Regions from separate parts of the Mus musculus genome. Here regions 2 and 3 are each linked to region 1. A link is a contact called in public Hi-C and HiChIP or PLAC-seq data. All regions are on one chromosome and are shown on one strand. Each heading gives the region's core, a stretch centred on a gene start, on an enhancer-like site or on the middle of the called end of the contact. The rest is flanking DNA. Distances are from core to core; before and after follow the strand shown.

The links. A called contact is a pair of places that touch in the nucleus more often than the background predicts. HiChIP or PLAC-seq counts read pairs in DNA pulled down with a chosen protein or histone mark.
Region 2: a FOXA1 HiChIP or PLAC-seq map of pancreatic cancer cells shows a contact between it and region 1. The contact joins the enhancer-like site here to the promoter of Rnf152 in region 1. A contact is called at or near these places in 1 of 484 Hi-C or Micro-C datasets (nephron progenitors), 2 of 115 datasets of contacts at active chromatin or transcription factors (embryonic stem cells and pancreatic cancer cells) and 2 of 9 other capture datasets (adipose tissue and embryonic stem cells).
Region 3: a contact with region 1 is called in a Hi-C map of liver, with 2.7 times the contacts expected there. The contact joins the enhancer-like site here to the promoter of Rnf152 in region 1. A contact is called at or near these places in 2 of 39 promoter capture datasets (both in liver), 11 of 484 Hi-C or Micro-C datasets (the HPC-7 cell line, the Patski cell line, bone marrow-derived macrophages and 3 more), 5 of 115 datasets of contacts at active chromatin or transcription factors (bone marrow-derived macrophages, kidney, liver and 2 more) and 4 of 9 other capture datasets (adipose tissue, embryonic stem cells, liver and 1 more).

Annotation. Positions count from the first base shown.
Region 1 is chr1:105,354,514-105,359,624 of GRCm38.p6, reverse strand. It overlaps Rnf152 (ring finger protein 152), which reads left to right and starts at 2,915. Exons shown (of 3, transcript NM_178779.4): 1 at 2,915-3,282; 2 at 4,462-4,584. It overlaps Gm17634 (predicted gene, 17634), which reads right to left and starts at 3,618. Exons shown (of 2, transcript NR_151540.1): 1 at 2,720-3,618.
Region 2 is chr1:105,553,397-105,558,507 of GRCm38.p6, reverse strand. Pign (phosphatidylinositol glycan anchor biosynthesis, class N) reads left to right here. Exons shown (of 31, transcript NM_013784.3): 24 at 418-520; 25 at 959-1,045; 26 at 4,009-4,064; 27 at 4,369-4,444. Among named protein-coding and RNA genes, the nearest start is that of Pign, 110 kb to the left of the region's middle. Within about 2 kb of position 2,232, at least 5 of the 459 cell types and tissues checked have an H3K27ac peak or open chromatin away from gene starts, as enhancers often do. A contact at or near this core is called in pancreatic cancer cells, where this site is marked.
Region 3 is chr1:105,176,691-105,181,801 of GRCm38.p6, reverse strand. No RefSeq gene overlaps it. Among named protein-coding and RNA genes, the nearest start is that of Gm41925, 55 kb to the right of the region's middle. Within about 2 kb of position 2,796, at least 84 of the 459 cell types and tissues checked have an H3K27ac peak or open chromatin away from gene starts, as enhancers often do. A contact at or near this core is called in adipose tissue, bone marrow-derived macrophages, cerebral cortex and 4 more, where this site is marked.

The DNA of each region.
Region 1 (5,111 bases), core at 1,666-4,165:
CCATCCAAGCTGATTTATAAAACTGTGTCTCTTCATTGGCTGAGTGAAGGAGCTCACTGATTCAGATAGCCTGGGTCCCCAGCTAACCCCAGAGACCTGCCTGCCTCCATCTCCATAGTGCTACAATTACATAGGATCCGAAGGGCACACAGCCACACTGGCCTTTTCTTGTGCATTTTGGGCAATGAAACACAGGTCCTTATATCTGCACAGGGAGCATTTCACCAACCAAGAAGCTCCCTAGATCCAGCATTGGTATCTTTATCTTGTCTGCAGGTCTGTGCACCTGTCTTTAACCTGGCTCTTCCAGACCTCAGGTGCTCACTTGCTTCTCTTTCACACACATGCACAGTGGGTTGTAAGAACAACAGCAGCTTCTCTGGCAGGACTTTGCCAGCTTGTACTTCGAAACTCAGACTGGTCCTAGCTGCTCTGCTCCTGGGTGCCCCACAGATGAATTTGTTACAACACGTTCTGCCGGTTCTTGCCCTGACTTAGACCGTAGCTACCTGTCCAGATTCTGACCTCCAGTGTGTCTTAGGAACTGCCCCATTGCAGCCTGCCCCAGTTAATTAACCTTCTCTGTGTGACAGCTTTACAAGACTGGACAGAAGGCAGAACACCCATGATGCTCTGTGAATTAAAATCCCAGCCAGTGGAAATGAATAGAGTTGGAGGTGTTAACCTTCTACATGCTGAATTCTTGCATTTCTCACTTCAAAGAATTGTCTAGAAAGCAACTGGGGGGGGGCAGTTTGAAACATTTTAGAATAATTACTGAATCCTGAAATTGCTTTCCTAAAAGCAATCTTGAGAGGCACTCATGCATAATAATATTTCTGGGCTAAGCTCTGCTGGTAAAATGTTGGGGTGTTATGAATCACCTTCTTTATTTCAAGTCCCTGACCAACATCTGAGTTGTTAATACCTTGCCTAGTTTCTCATTATTATTTTTTTCCAGAGTCCACAACATGGCTCAGTGAATAAGATGCCTGTCCTAGATTGCCTGATCCTAGATTGATGATCTGAGTGCAGTCTCATGGGGAAGGGGAGAACGGAGTCTTGAAAGTGCAACCTGTCCTCCATACCTATACTGTCACCGGTGTGCACCCCTCTCCCTAAATAAAATATAACTAAAAACTAGGAATTCCAGTTCTTAGGAAAATGAGGCAGGAGGAGTACCAGAATGGTCTGTGCTGCCTGATAAATTCCAGCTTAGCCTAGGCTACATGTATGAGACTCTGCCTCCAAAAGGCCTTTTTAATTTTTTTATTAAAAAAAATTATTTTTTTGAGACAGGGTTTTTCTATGTAGCCCTGATTGTCTAGAACTTGCTCTGTAGATCAAGCTGGCCTCGAACTTACAGAGATCCTTCTGCCTCTGCAGGAGGTCTGTACAACCTCCACTGGGCTAATCCCACCCCCACATTGATGGTGAAGTTAAAGATATTCTTGCAAAGTAACCTTAGGTTCCTAAGACATGCATGCAGAGCCTCTGTGGGTGCTGTAGAGGTGATAAGGGAACAATGGAGCAAGAGTCTGCCTGGTGACTGGAGGAAGCAGAGCTCCTACTGGGATCCAGAGACTGCAAGCTTTGTGGGTCTCCCGGATGCAGGTCCCCCCCCCGCCCCCCCCCCCGCGCCCCCGCCTCCCGATGTGTTAATAGCCTGATTGGAACACCAATTCACAAGTTGTACACGTGGGACAAAGCAAGTAGGACCAGCTGCCAACACGGATTCATTAGCTCATACAGAGCCATCATGGGTCTCAGGACTTCTGGAACAACAGCAGTTCTCAACCTGTGGGTCACAACCCCTTCAGGGGTCACAAAAGACCATTGGAAAACACAGATAGTTGCATTCTGATTTGTAACAGTAGCTAATGTTGCTATATGAAGTTAGCAACAAAAACAATTTTATGGCTGGGGGGGTCACCATAACATGAGCAACTGTGTTAAAGGGTCACGGTATTAGGAAGGTTGAGAACCACTGCTGTGTAAGAAGGAACATAGGACCCATGAAGGGAGCCCAGTACCTGAAGTCTAGAAGAAGCCATTTGCTCTGTGCATTAACAGAGCTCCTTTAGCTGAACCACAGAGATGAGGAGACATAACTCAGGTCAGTTTTCAGTTTCTTAATAGAATGGATCCCAAAAGGCCCCAGAACTCAGGCATGGTGCCCCAGACCAGCAGGGGACACCTATCTCCCCTTTTCTCCACTATATGTTAAGTGAAAAAGCAGGAAGAGACCTTATCTTTAGATTCTCCTGGGGTTACATGACATTAAAAGCATATCCCAAAGGTAAGGGCTTTGTTTCTGTTTAGGAGTACAGAGGATAAATCCAGATTCATGCACCCTAGGCAAGCAAGCACTTTACCTCTGAGCCTGAAGTTGGGTTTTAAGGTGGGCAATAGGGTAAACTTAGTAGACCCTCTAGGCTCCTTCCTGTTCACCTCTCCTGTGAGCTTCCTTTACACAGGAGGTTGAGGTGTGAGGTGTCCCTGTGGGGCTCTTTGGGAGCATATCCCGTTCCATGCTGACAGGTTCCTGCCCTTGTTGGGTTAGTGAACTTTCAGGGGCAGCCAAAAAGAACCCAGGGGAAAGGCAATAGCCTAGACTCCTCCCTCTCCCCTGTGGTCTTGAGTCCAGAGCCGCAGCTGGGTCACCACCTTGGCCAGTCCCAGTCGTTCTAGCCTGTGGTGCTCGGCCTCTAGGTCACACCTGATACCGTTCAGGTCCTCCTTCCGTGCTCGGTCCAGGTGCTCGCTGGTCTACGGTGGGTAGAGGGCGCGTCCCTGCTTCCCCACCCACACCAAGAGGTTGGCCACTGGGGACCGACCGACAGACAGACAGTCGGACGTGCCGGCCAAGCTGCCGGGTGGAGTGCGGGAGGGGGTGGAGCCGCCGGGGAGGGGCGGTCCGCGGAGCAGAGCTCACTCAGCCTCCCGCTCCCTTCAGTGCTTGGGTCTCTGGGGGTGACACCAAAAGCTTCCGCTCAGTGTCCGGTGCCTGGCGGCGGGTGTCCGATCGTGGAGGCGGAGGACAGCCGGGCAGGTGGAGGGCGCCGCCTGAAGCCAAAGGAGAGACGAGCAGGGCTGGGCTGCGGGAGGCGCTGCCGCCACTCTGCCCGCGCTGCCCCGCAACCTGCGGCGGGAGGAGCAGGCAGCAGCCGGCCCTCAGCGCTCGTCTAGCAGAGCGCAGCGGGCAGTGCGGACCCCCGGGATGCTTCCGACGTTGCTGCAGCCGCCGGCGGCGTAACAGAGCCGAGCCTGCTGCTGAGAGAGGTCAGTGAGTTTCGGTTTGTTTTCCTGTTCAGTGTGCTCCCAGGTCCCGGGTGCAGAGGGGACTCGCGTGGAAGGCTGTGCCTAGGAGAAAGCGGGAAAGGGCAACGGTAGCCTGAGATATAACTGGAGGTTCTTCCTGGACTATGATTGGGGTGGTTTGTTTGGTTAAAGGAGTGCGGAGCTGGAGAGGCGTCTCTCGAGGAGGTGGTCCCGGGAGTTGGGTTTTCCTCGGGCTTTGCTTTGAGTTGGGAGCGCGATGGGGTCATGGCAGCTGACTCTGGTTCCTCGGAGTCCTGGGATGCCCCCTGGAGCTCTGGTCCCGGGAGCTCGCCTCATGCACGCGCCGCACGCGCCCTTGAGGTGCGCGCACATCCCTGCCGTGCCCCCCCCCCCCCCCCAGCATTCTCAAGCCCTGGGTCGTCCCCTCCAGTCCTGTCCTGCCTTCCTACTCCCGATTCCTAGCTAGAAGTTGCCCCCAAGCCATTATTGGAAAAGGGGGCCGAATGGAGGGCCAGATTCTGGGGGTCTTTTGTGCGGACCCACGGGCCTGGGGCGCTTGCTTCTGGAAGGACAGCAGCAGGACAAAGCCGGCAGGACTTGTGGGGAGCTTCTCCACAGTGTTGGTTTGGGATCCCGCCTACCGTGGGGGTGTGGTGGGGGAGTGCTGCATAGATTTGGAAACAGTAGGGTAATTGACAAAACAGAGACAGTGACTTGAGGTGGTGGCCAGGCAACGAAAGGATACTCTCAGATGCATCCCTGATTGTGTGTGTGTGTGTGTGTGTGTGTGTGTGTGTGTGTTTGTCTGGGCAGGCGACTACATGCCCCGCATTGCTAGCTGTGTGGGCTTAACTCGTGTATTTTGCTAGCATTTTGCCTTAAAAAGATGATGGTATTCTCCATCCTGACTCCTATATTTCTGAGGCATTACGGTTGATGGTAGCCGCTTTACCGCGGGATAACTTGGGGGCGCGGCAGGGGGGGCGTAGACTGCAGAGGAGCCAGGAGGTGATTATTTATCCAGGAGAGCCTTAATGACCCTTCCCTGTTTTACCAGTCTTCTACCCCCCATTCTCATCCTCTCGGGACGCCTACTCGTGTTCCAGTGGTCTCGGAGGGTGCTTGGATTTCTGTCTGTGCTGGGAGTATCTAACTATTACTGCATGTATTTCACTGCAGGCTGAACAAAGCTGGGTCTCAATCGCGCTTCCTGCTTGTCAGCCTCTTGTCTCCCAAACGCTTACTGTTTCCACTTGATGTCAACACGCAGAAGGGGGTGAAAGGGACGCGTGACAGATTCAGGTAACCCCAATGATCTGGGTAACTGCCTGGGTGTCTCTGGGTCATTTGGGCCCACAGCGCTGACACAGGGCTGCCTGGGTGTTTCTGCTTTCACAGCATTTGTATTTGTGAGGGAGTAGGGGCCACCCAAGCAAGCAAAAAAAGTCTGTCCTACCTTTGGGACTTCACTCGAATGTCTTGTTCCACCAACATTGCAAATGACTTCATCCTTTCCTTTTGGAGAGGTCACTGGGAGCCACTTATATTGGACCTGTATTAGTTCCACTGGATGGTGTGAATTTTGATGCTGTCAGTACACAGACAGTTGTACATAAATATGGGTTTGGATAAGACAGTGTTTTGTGTAAAGTGGAGATGTCTTCTAATTAAAGATATTGTGGGAAAGTTAATAATCATAAAGCTCATAAGATATTTGACCAGTGCTCAGTTCGGGCATTGGTCACATGCAGTGGCCTTCTGAGGAAGAAGGACTGTTTCTCTCCCATCTTTTCATTGCCAAAGTATCAGGGCAGGCTGATGCTAAATTA
Region 2 (5,111 bases), core at 983-3,482, 200 kb before region 1:
AGTATTCAATGAAGTTCAAAAAAAGATGCTACTAAAGTTCAAATTTAAATGTATTTTTCCTACCCTTGTCTAAAAAATCTTACAGATTTTGAAATACACTGCAGTTATTTTTTTAAGGTTTATTTCATTTTTATTTTATGAGTATGACTGTTTTGCCTTCACATATATGTACTGTGTGTGTCTGGTGTCTCCACAAGCCAGAAGAGGGCAACAGATCTTTGGACCTGGCATGATAGCAAGCTACTGACTGGGTTCTGGACATCAAACATGGGTCCTATATAAGAGCAGCAGCTGCTTTTAACTGCTGAGCAGTCTTCCCAGCCTCCCATCCAAATGATTTTGTGAATGATTTCTAGTTTTGACTTTCAGCTTTCTTTGTTAGTGGTTTCAGCTCTGTTCTCCCTCCCTGTCTCTTAGGTATGAAGCTCTCTTTCCTTTAGTGCTGTCCTGTTTGATGTTTGTCTGGATCCAAGTGGAACAAGAGACCCTTCAACAGCCTGGTGTTTCTTGTAAACAGAAGGTAGCTCTACAAACTATTGCTGCTTTGATTTGGGTATAATAAAATATTCTCCAACCTACAAGGACATTATAGGGGTAAATGCTTACTTAGTGTCATCTTTTTAAGATTATATTACTGATTTTAAAAGACCAGAACACTGATAAATGAAGTCTCTGAATAACGATTTGAAAGTGGAATGTTTATGTGAAGTAGCATAAACACAATAGCACCATAACTCCATTGAGCATGTTACTAACATATTTTACTTTTCAGTGGGTTGTAGTAAGATGTATTTAAGCTATTTCACTGTTGTGGGGTTTTTTGTTTTGTTTTGTTTTTCTATTTGTTTTATTGTAGGCACAGTATAAGTCTTAGCTATGTTGACTTATCTTAATTTGTCCATAAGTCAGTATGTAACCCAATTGCTATTGTGTATTAATGCTTTCTTGTTACCTCCAGCTCACCAGCATCCAGTTCACCTGTGACACTGATATAGCTCAGTTCCGACAGCTCTGTCCGGATGACATCCGTAGGGCCTTTTTCCTAGTATCCTTTGCTCTGGGATTGTTAAGATCTTCCAACCTTTTTAATAGCGTAAGATGATATAGAAGGTGTTTCTGCTTGTTACGTAATGGTGGTGATTGAGGCTATTAACTCTCTTCTCAACTTGAGTTTTCCACATGCATAGTTCTCACCAAAAATTTGGAGATGGCAGGTGCGAGACATTCATCTCAAGGATAGAGGGCTTACTTAGCAAGCTCTGGGCTCAACCCCTACTAGTTCAACAAAAGACAGTTTTAGCTCTAGGAAAGTGACAATTGATATGTTCCACCATTCAGTGTCTTAGCAGTTAAGAGTTTTTCACTTATGCATACACTCCTTAGAAAATAATATGTCAAAGCTAAACCTGAATTCTCCTTTCAACTCTTAACTCCTATCTAATTTCTTCTGCCCTAGAAGAAACTATTAGAAGTTTGCATTTTGTGTACTTTCCTGAGGCTTTTCAGGTCATAGCTGTCTCATGGCCTTGGCTCCATCAGATGAATTACTGAACATTACAAGTTTGAAAGACACATGATGAAGCCTCAGCTCAGAGGGACCTACTGGCAAGCTGCAAGAAAGTCATAGGGGATGATTCTTTTTTAATTTTTACTTAAATTTTCAGCTCTACTGAGGTAAAATTAATAAAAATTTTAAACATTGGAGGTGTATAACTTGTTGCTTTGACAAACACAAGATGATCACTCAAAGTAATTGTCACATCCTCACCTGTTCAGCTGCCATATGCATTTCATCCCTCCTTTCTTTCCCTCCTCCTTCACATTTCTTTTCCCATACTTCCTCCTTCCCTCCTGTCCTCCCTCCCTTGTGAGAATAATTAAGATCTACTGTCTTAGCAGGCTTCAACACAATACAGTTTATTAACTATTACCATACTATTCCTTAGCTGTCCAGACCTTATTTATCATAGATAATTGAAAAGTTTGTCCTTTGACCAATCCCTTCTTTGCCCCTCTTCCTATTTCTTCTAGGAAGTCTACTGTCTTCTCCAACTGTTTGTTTCCTTTTCTTCATTTTTTGTAACACTCTGTTTTCCTTTTCTTCCTTTGCTTGATCTTGTTCAACTGAGTGGCAGCTGCTTCTACCCAAAGCAGCTCTTTAGCCAGCCTCCTGCCTCTGACCTGAACCACTGAACCAGCTCTGTAGACAGCCTCCTTCCTCTGTCTTCCAATGCTTGTGTATCACAAATCACATGGGTTTTATTATGTCACATACCTGAACTGTTTGCTTCCAGTATTATTTCCACAAAAAGGTGAAAGTTCAAAGTTTTTATTAACATGTTAGTAAAGTCTATATTACTTAATTTTTTCAATGAGCCATTAGATCTTACCACACCTATCTACTGTTTGATGATGATGTAATGTAATTTTCCACTATGTCTACCAATTTTACTAGCATATCTAAGTCACCTTAAGATAATTTCACTCACATTTATGTTCTTAATACATACCTTTGTTTCAGACAGGTACTAGACAATAAATGCTGGTTTGTTAGGTAGGAACTTAGCAAATGGCTGCATGGATACCTTCATGGTTCAGCTCCCCGGCTCAGATGCTGCCTTTTCTCTAGTTGTCATGGTTTCCTTGCAGAGTCTTATACAAGACTCTGTGCCATGTGTGTTGTTAAAAGGTCTTATTTTAACAAGAGCTTTCACTGAGTCAGGCGGCACTTTGAGTACTTTGCTATAAGTCCTGGACACTAACAGGATTGATACTTAATACAAATCAAAGTTCAAGAAGTGTAGCCAGCATAATGGTGCAGCAGGTAAAAGCCCTCTTTGTGTGTGTGGTGATTAGTTTTTGTCAACTTGGCACAAACTAGAATCACTGGGAAGAGGGAACCTCAGTTGAGGAATTGCCTCCATCAGATTGCCTGTGGGCAAGCCTGTTGGACATTTTCTTGATTAATGACCCAGTCCACTGTGGGTGGTACTGCCCCTGAGCTGGTGGTCCTGTTTGCATAAGGAAAGCAAGCTGAGCAAGTCATTGTTAGCTAATGAGTAAGCAGCATTTCTCCATGGTCTCTGCTTCAGTTTCTGCCTCCAGTTTCCTGCCTTATCTTCCCACAGTGAAGTACTCTGATACCAATGTGTTAACCACATAACTCCTTCCTCCCCAAATTGCTGGTCATCATTGCTTTATCACAGCAATAGAAAGTAGTGAATATACGGTGTAAGCTTGACCTGTGGTTAGTTCTCAGAATCCACTGGAGAAGGAGAGAATGAACTCCCCAAAGTTGTCCTTTAACTTCCAAATCCTCACTGTGAGTATTCCTGTGCCCATGCTCATGTACACGTATCATACATAATACTAATATTAATGATAATAATAGTTCAATAAATGTTTAAAATGTTTGACATTCTCTATTGAGTTATTCTAAAGTGTATTTATATATAGAAAGAGAGCCTTTTGAAGAACCTAGCCTACATCCTTTTGAAAAAGAAGTCATGAGCAACAACTGCAGACATAGTTCATCTTGTCGCTGCTTGAGAAAAGGAAAGTAGACTTCTCAGAAGTCACCAGCAACTCCATGATCCTAATAGTTTTCAGATCTTTGTGATGTGCTCACCAGGGATGCTCTCAACCATCCCTTTCAAACAATTCATGATGATTAAACGGATAAAAAAGCAAATTGCTTTTGTGGTAGAATTGGCTTTTATTTTCCTAAATGAAAAAGAGATCTTAACAAAACTCATGGTTCAAAAGCTTTGGCTAAAGTGGCAGGAGAAACAGGCTTGAACTCCTGTTCTTTTTCCCTTCACGGTAAATGAGAATGCCCTTTGCAGGTGATCTGACCTAAGCTCATCAGGAGCGCATGCCTGATTTGGATGTAGAGTTGGAAATCTTCCACTTGAAAGATTATCTTGACAATTAGAGAAGAATAAATGATTCGGAAAGAAAGAAATTGTATTAATTCAGAGTTGTGTCGGTATTTCCTTAACTGTGTAGGTTTTCTTTTTATTAACTGCATTTTTTGGAACTGGAAATATAGCTTCTATTAACAGGTAATTTTTTTATATTTATTTAATTTTGGTTTGTGTGTGTATGTTTTCAAAAAGCAGCAACTGCTCTTAACTATTGAACCATTTCCCCAGTTCCTTTTCCTTGTTTTATATTCAATAATACAATGAAGTATAATACGATAGATAATAAAGGGGATTAGCATAGAGACCTATTTTGTTCATTCTACTATGATTCAGTTTTAGTAAGAGTTGCTTTCAGAGAATTACTGAGTGTCCTCTTACCAGAATATAACTTTAGTCACAGTGTGAATTCTAAATCTTTACTCTTCCCTTTACCATTGTTTAGCTTCGACCTTGCCTCTGTGTATTGCTTTCTGACTGTGTTTAGTCCTTTCATGATGGGAGCGCTCATGATGTGGAAGGTTAGTTTTCTAATTTATTACTTGCATTAAGTGATTGATTTAAAGATTGTGATACTAAGTTTGTGTAACGTGTGGTGTTAAGATTGTAAAGCCATTGTCATTGTAACAGAGATAGTCTTTCAATTTTGGCACTGATGGAGGCAACCCTTAACCCTAGCTTCCAGATATTGTTGATCTTTCCTGTATTCTTAAGACCATTTGGCTACAAAAGAATAAGGATTCTGTTAGCCCAAGAAAATTATCATAGGTCATTAAAGGCTGCCTGGGAGCTGTGATTGAAACTGCAGTGTTGCTAAAGATAAAAGGTTCCCTGACCGCATGGGTCTCCAACCACAAGATGGCCACTCTGTTCTTCTTTTCCATGTTCCTAGAGTTGATGAGTCCTTTCAACAGATGTTAATTGAGTACTCTTTTTAATGTGTCAAGCACCAGCTTAGTGTTTATGCTATCAATGTGGTTATACATTCAGGTTTCTAGAGATAAATATTATGGTGGGATAAAGTTCACTGTCTTTCATATTATGGTATTAGTTGCTTTTCTGCTGTTGTAATAAAATACCCCGACAAAAAGCAAGTTAGGAAGGACAGGGTTTGTTGTCGGTTACAATTCCAGAGAGGGCACTGTCTATCATGGAAGGATGGTACAGAAGCATAAATCCAGCCTGTCA
Region 3 (5,111 bases), core at 1,547-4,046, 180 kb after region 1:
GTGACAGCAGATGCTGGCGAGGATGTGGAGAAAGAGGAACACTTCTTCATTGTTGGTGAGATTGCAAGCTTGTACAACCACTCTGGAAATCAGTCTGGGGGTTCCTCAGAAAATTGGACATAGTACTATGGAGGATCCCGCAATACCTCTCCTGGGCATATATCCAGAAGATGTCCCAACCAGTAAGAAGGACACATGCTCCACTATGTTCATAGCAGCCTTATTTATAATAGCCAGAAGCTGGAAAGAACCCAGATGCCCCTCAACAGAGAAATGGATACAAAAAATGTGGTACATTTACACAATGGAGTACTACTCAGCTATTAAAAAGAATGAATTTATGAAATTCCTAGGCAAATGGTTGGACCTGGAGGGCATCATCCTGAGTGAGGTAACACAATCACAAAAGAACTCAAATGATATGTACTTACTGATAAGTGGATATTAGCCCAGAAACTTAGTATACCCAAGATATAAGAGACAATTTGTAAAACACATGAAACTGAAGAAGAACGAAGTCCAAAGTGTGGACACTTTGCCCCTTCTTAGAATTGGAAACAATTACCCATGGAAGGAGTGACAGAGACAAAGTTTGGAGCTGAGACAAAAGGATGGACCCTCTAGAGACTGCCATATTCAGGGATCCCTCCCATAATCAGCCTCCAATCAATGACACCATTGCATACACTAGCAAGAGTTTGCTGAAAGGACCCTGATATAGCTGTCTCTTGTGAGACTATGCTGGGGCCTAGCAAACACAGAAGTGGATGCTCACAGTCAGCTATTGGATGGATCACAGGGCCCCCAGTGGAGGAGCTAGAGAAAGTAACCAAGGAGCTAGAGAGATCTGCAAACCTGTAGGTGCAACAACATTATGAACTAACCAGTACCCCGGAGCTCTTGACTCTAGCTGCATATGTATCAAAATATGGCCTAGTAAGCCATCACTGGAAAGAGAGGCCCATTGGACATGCAAACTTTATATGCCCCAGTACAGGGTAACGCCAGGGCCAAAAAGTGGGAATGGGTGGGTAGGGGAGTGGGGGGGGAGGGTATGTGGGACTTTTGGGATAGCATTGGAAATGTAATTGAGGAAAATGCGTAATAAAAAAAAATAATGTAAAAATTTCGTCTTCAGATCTGTTTCCTGAAATATCAGGGTCATAAAATGCCACTCGGATGTTCTTATCAATATGTTGCCCTTATTGTCAGTTACTTCCCAGCTCCTAACTGCCAGAAGATGTTATCAGTGTGTAAACTTTCCTGTCTGGACTTTCCCAGCTCACCTGAGACTTATAGCCATTAACCATAACAATATCAATAAAGTAATTATTATCATCGTAAAAATAATAAGATACAAAATAAGTATTAAATCCTGTTTTCTCAATGACTCCAGAATTTTGTAGCATAAATCTTTGAGCTGAAAATCACTTGTTCATACCTAGAACAGCTCTTTCCTTCGGAACCACCAGTGGTTGCTTTTGTTGTGCATTAGCTAGTTGTGCTTGCAAGATTCCTCACTGTAGAGCAATTTGTAGACCAATTACACCACCTTTGCAATTATTCTCAGCTAGAAAGCTTATACTTCATGGATAAGCAAGGAATGGAAGAAACTTGTTTCCTCTGTAAAAGTCCAGGAATGCAGGAAATCCTGGACAAGTGTGTGCAGGATGCAGGGTGCAGGGTACAGGGAGCAGGGAGCAGGGAGCAGGGAGCAGGGTGCAGGGTGCAGGGTGCAGGGTGCAGGGTGCAGGGTGCAGGGTGCAGGGAGCAGGGTGCAGGGAGCAGGGTGCAGGGAGCAGGGTGCAGGGTGCAGGGAGCAGGGTGCAGGGTGCAGGGTGCAGTGTGCAGGGAGCAGGGTGCAGGGTGCAGGGTGCAGGGTGCAGGGTGCAGGGAGCAGGGTGCAGGGAGCAGGGTGCAGGGTGCAGGGAGCAGGGAGCAGGGTGCAGGGTGCAGGGTGCAGGGAGCAGAGTGCAGGGTGTAGGGTGAGGTGATGGCCCCAAGTCTTCCTTCCATTTTACTTCCACCAAGACCAAGACAAAGCAGCAGCACAGAGACAGCCTTGACCATGCATCTCAGAGCTGAAGCCACGCCCTTTCTATTTCTGACTTTTCACTGGCCTGGTCATCTCCCAGCTTCCTCTGCTGAGTGCTGAAGACAAGTATCCACCGCCTAGCTTCTAGGGGAGAGTTAGGTTAGCCTTCTCCCACTTGTGTCAGATGCCTTGGCAGGTGGCCAGTAGGCCCAGTCATCTAATGAGCCTGGCCTGTGCCTGGGCAGCTGCAGATGTTTAGCCACACACACAGCATGCTCATGATCCGATGGGTTCTATGACCACAACAAACAGAAAAGCAGATAGCTCCAGCTCTGCTGGGACTGATCCTTGGCCAGCCTTCTAATTCTTAGGGAGACAGGTTCAAGGTAGCTAATAAGTAACTTGATCATATTTTTCTTAAAGCAACATGAACCTAACCGGCAGCTTAATTGCATTGCATAAGTGAACAATGTAATCACAAATTGGACCCTTTAAAACTGTCACCTGTCACCAAGAGAAGAATGCTTGGAGTGGAGGCTCTTCCTTTTGTCTGGGTTAATACTGAATCAAAGAGGTTTTTAAAGCAAGGAAGGTGAAAGGAACATGCATTTATCTTTTAGTGTAAAACCCTTAAAGCTCTAGCCTTGCCCGAAGCAACCAGCAGTTCCTCCCCCTCCCTTCTGTGTCCCTGTGTTAGCTTGCAGTGAGCTTCCAAATCCCAGATACTGACTATTGATCGGCATACTTGTTTAATTACCCAGCAGAGTGGGTTCTCCACCAATCAATTTCTCCTCTAAAATGCCAATCCTGCTCCGGAGGGAGGAGGGCCTCAACTGGTCTTTGTTTGCTTTCGAATTCCTGTTCTGAACAGAGTAAGTTCACACACGGGTTAATTTTTAAATTGCTCTCTTCTAACTTCATTGCCTTCTTACTTCACCCTGGATACCCGAGTGGCTCTAGAAATCCTTTTGCCTCTTCTTATTGCTAATTTAGCTTTGTTAAATTGTTTCACAATTAGCTGGCCTGCTCATTTCCCTGATTTCTTCTAGTCAACAACAGAGTTCTTCCCAGTTTGCATCCCAGATTGAAGTCTTTGAGGGCAGACAGGAGAGGCACTACTGATATTTATCCACCCTCATCTCCAGGAGAGAAGGAAGCCACAGCTTCTGTGTGGGTCTCATCACCTGGCTTGCCCCCAGAGCCTTTTTATAGGATCCAGGAAATCTGTGAGTTCAGACCTCTGTATTTTAAGGGCTTTGTGACACAGGAGTTTGTGCTGCACATCTGAGCCCCGTGGACACAGAGGGAGTACAAGATCAGGGCACTGCATTTTTCTGCAGAGAACTGAATGTTGACAATGACATTTCTAGGTCTTTAGAGAAAATCTCACCCTTTGTGTCTAATTCTAATTTTTATCTAATCTATGCTCAAAATGTTAGAGTCACATCAGAGCTGGCAATATGGCAGTCAGCAGAAACAGCATCTGCTCTGAGAGTCATTTCTGTTACTAACATTGACTGTCTGGTTCATAAACTAGTGAGTTACACACACACACACACACACCACCACCACCACCACCACCACCACCACCACCCATAAGCCTGCAGAAGGCCCAGACTGGCTTGATGCTAGTGGGTTCTTGGCTGCATCCTAATACATCAACTTTCATTGTGCTTTGGCTGGGTCTGGCCTGCAGTTTAAGATTAGCTAGAAGAACATTAAGGGGTCCTGTCGACACTCATTCCTGCACCTAAAAAGTCTGCCTGTATTTGGCTATTATGTGTTTTCTTTTCCCGGAATAGAGTATAAAAGTGTCCTTAAAGTCAGGAAAGCATCTCAGAGGCACAACTGCACTCCATTTTTTCCCAGGGTATTAATGGCTCGGGACTTAGCCACTTTGAGCCTCTAAACAGCATGACTCCAGCTGGGAAGCTAACAGGACCTTTCGCGTCTGTGATCTTCTATTTTTCTACTGGGATATTTAATACTATAGCTAAAAATAAACAGACTAATGGAAACTTTTTTCTTTTTTAAATAAGGCCACACATAAATATCAGAAAACTCCCAGGAACTAAAAGCTCCCAGTCTTTCAGTATCTGAGAGAGGAAACCGCAAGACTAACCCTAGAACAGTTTCGGCTGCCCTCAGGTCCCAGGAACTGTGACTAATGGAACTCCAACGTTGTACAAATTGTCCCAGAAGGAACTGATAGCATGTCAGAGACTAGAAGGACTGAGCTGTGTATGAAAATACATATTAAACTAGGGTGGATGGCAGTGCCACGGAGCCAGGGTTCAAGGAAGACAGCAGGTCGCCTATCCAAGCAGGTTTCCCACAGCATCAAGTCATCAATGTCTAGGGTGTTTGTGTCTTACTCCCTCTTATCCTTCCACTCTTGTTTGAAAAGGTACAGGATAGAGATGGTGTGTGGGTTTTTTTTTTTTTAAACCTAAGGCGGTTGATTGAGAATGAAAGCAGGTCCAAAGTCCTTTCTCAATGATCTGAAAACACTGTCGACTTTAACCGTGCAGACTCTTAAAAGATATTATGAAAGTCAATGTTTATGTTACAGGTACTGTGGCTTTGAAATCCAGGGCGATAATCTAGCAGTAACCCTGATTTATGCAAACTCTGAGCTGTGTAAAACCACGAGGAAAGGAACAACTGTTTGAGTAGGGAGGTAACTCTCTCCCATTACTGGGATTGAATGAATTAGTGTATCCATCAGTTTATGAACTCAAGATTTGAAAAGCACACACACACACACACACACACACACACACAAGGACACGACAGAGACAGCAAAAATTAGATTGCATCATCCAATGGTCAATGTTATGGGTAGTTGGTACTTGACCCTTCTGGAACCTTCTGAGGAGCATCATAAAATGCTCTTCCAACTGCTAGCCAGGGAGCTGATGAGGGAGGCAGTTAGCCCAAAGTCTTGAACATCTATCATGGGTAGAAGGAGGAATGGTACCTCTTAGTCAGACAAGCCATGTTAGATGCAGAAGTTAAGGAAGAAGATGGGGGAAAAAAAAAAAAAACACTCTCAGGCTGAACCTCCTGGAAGCCT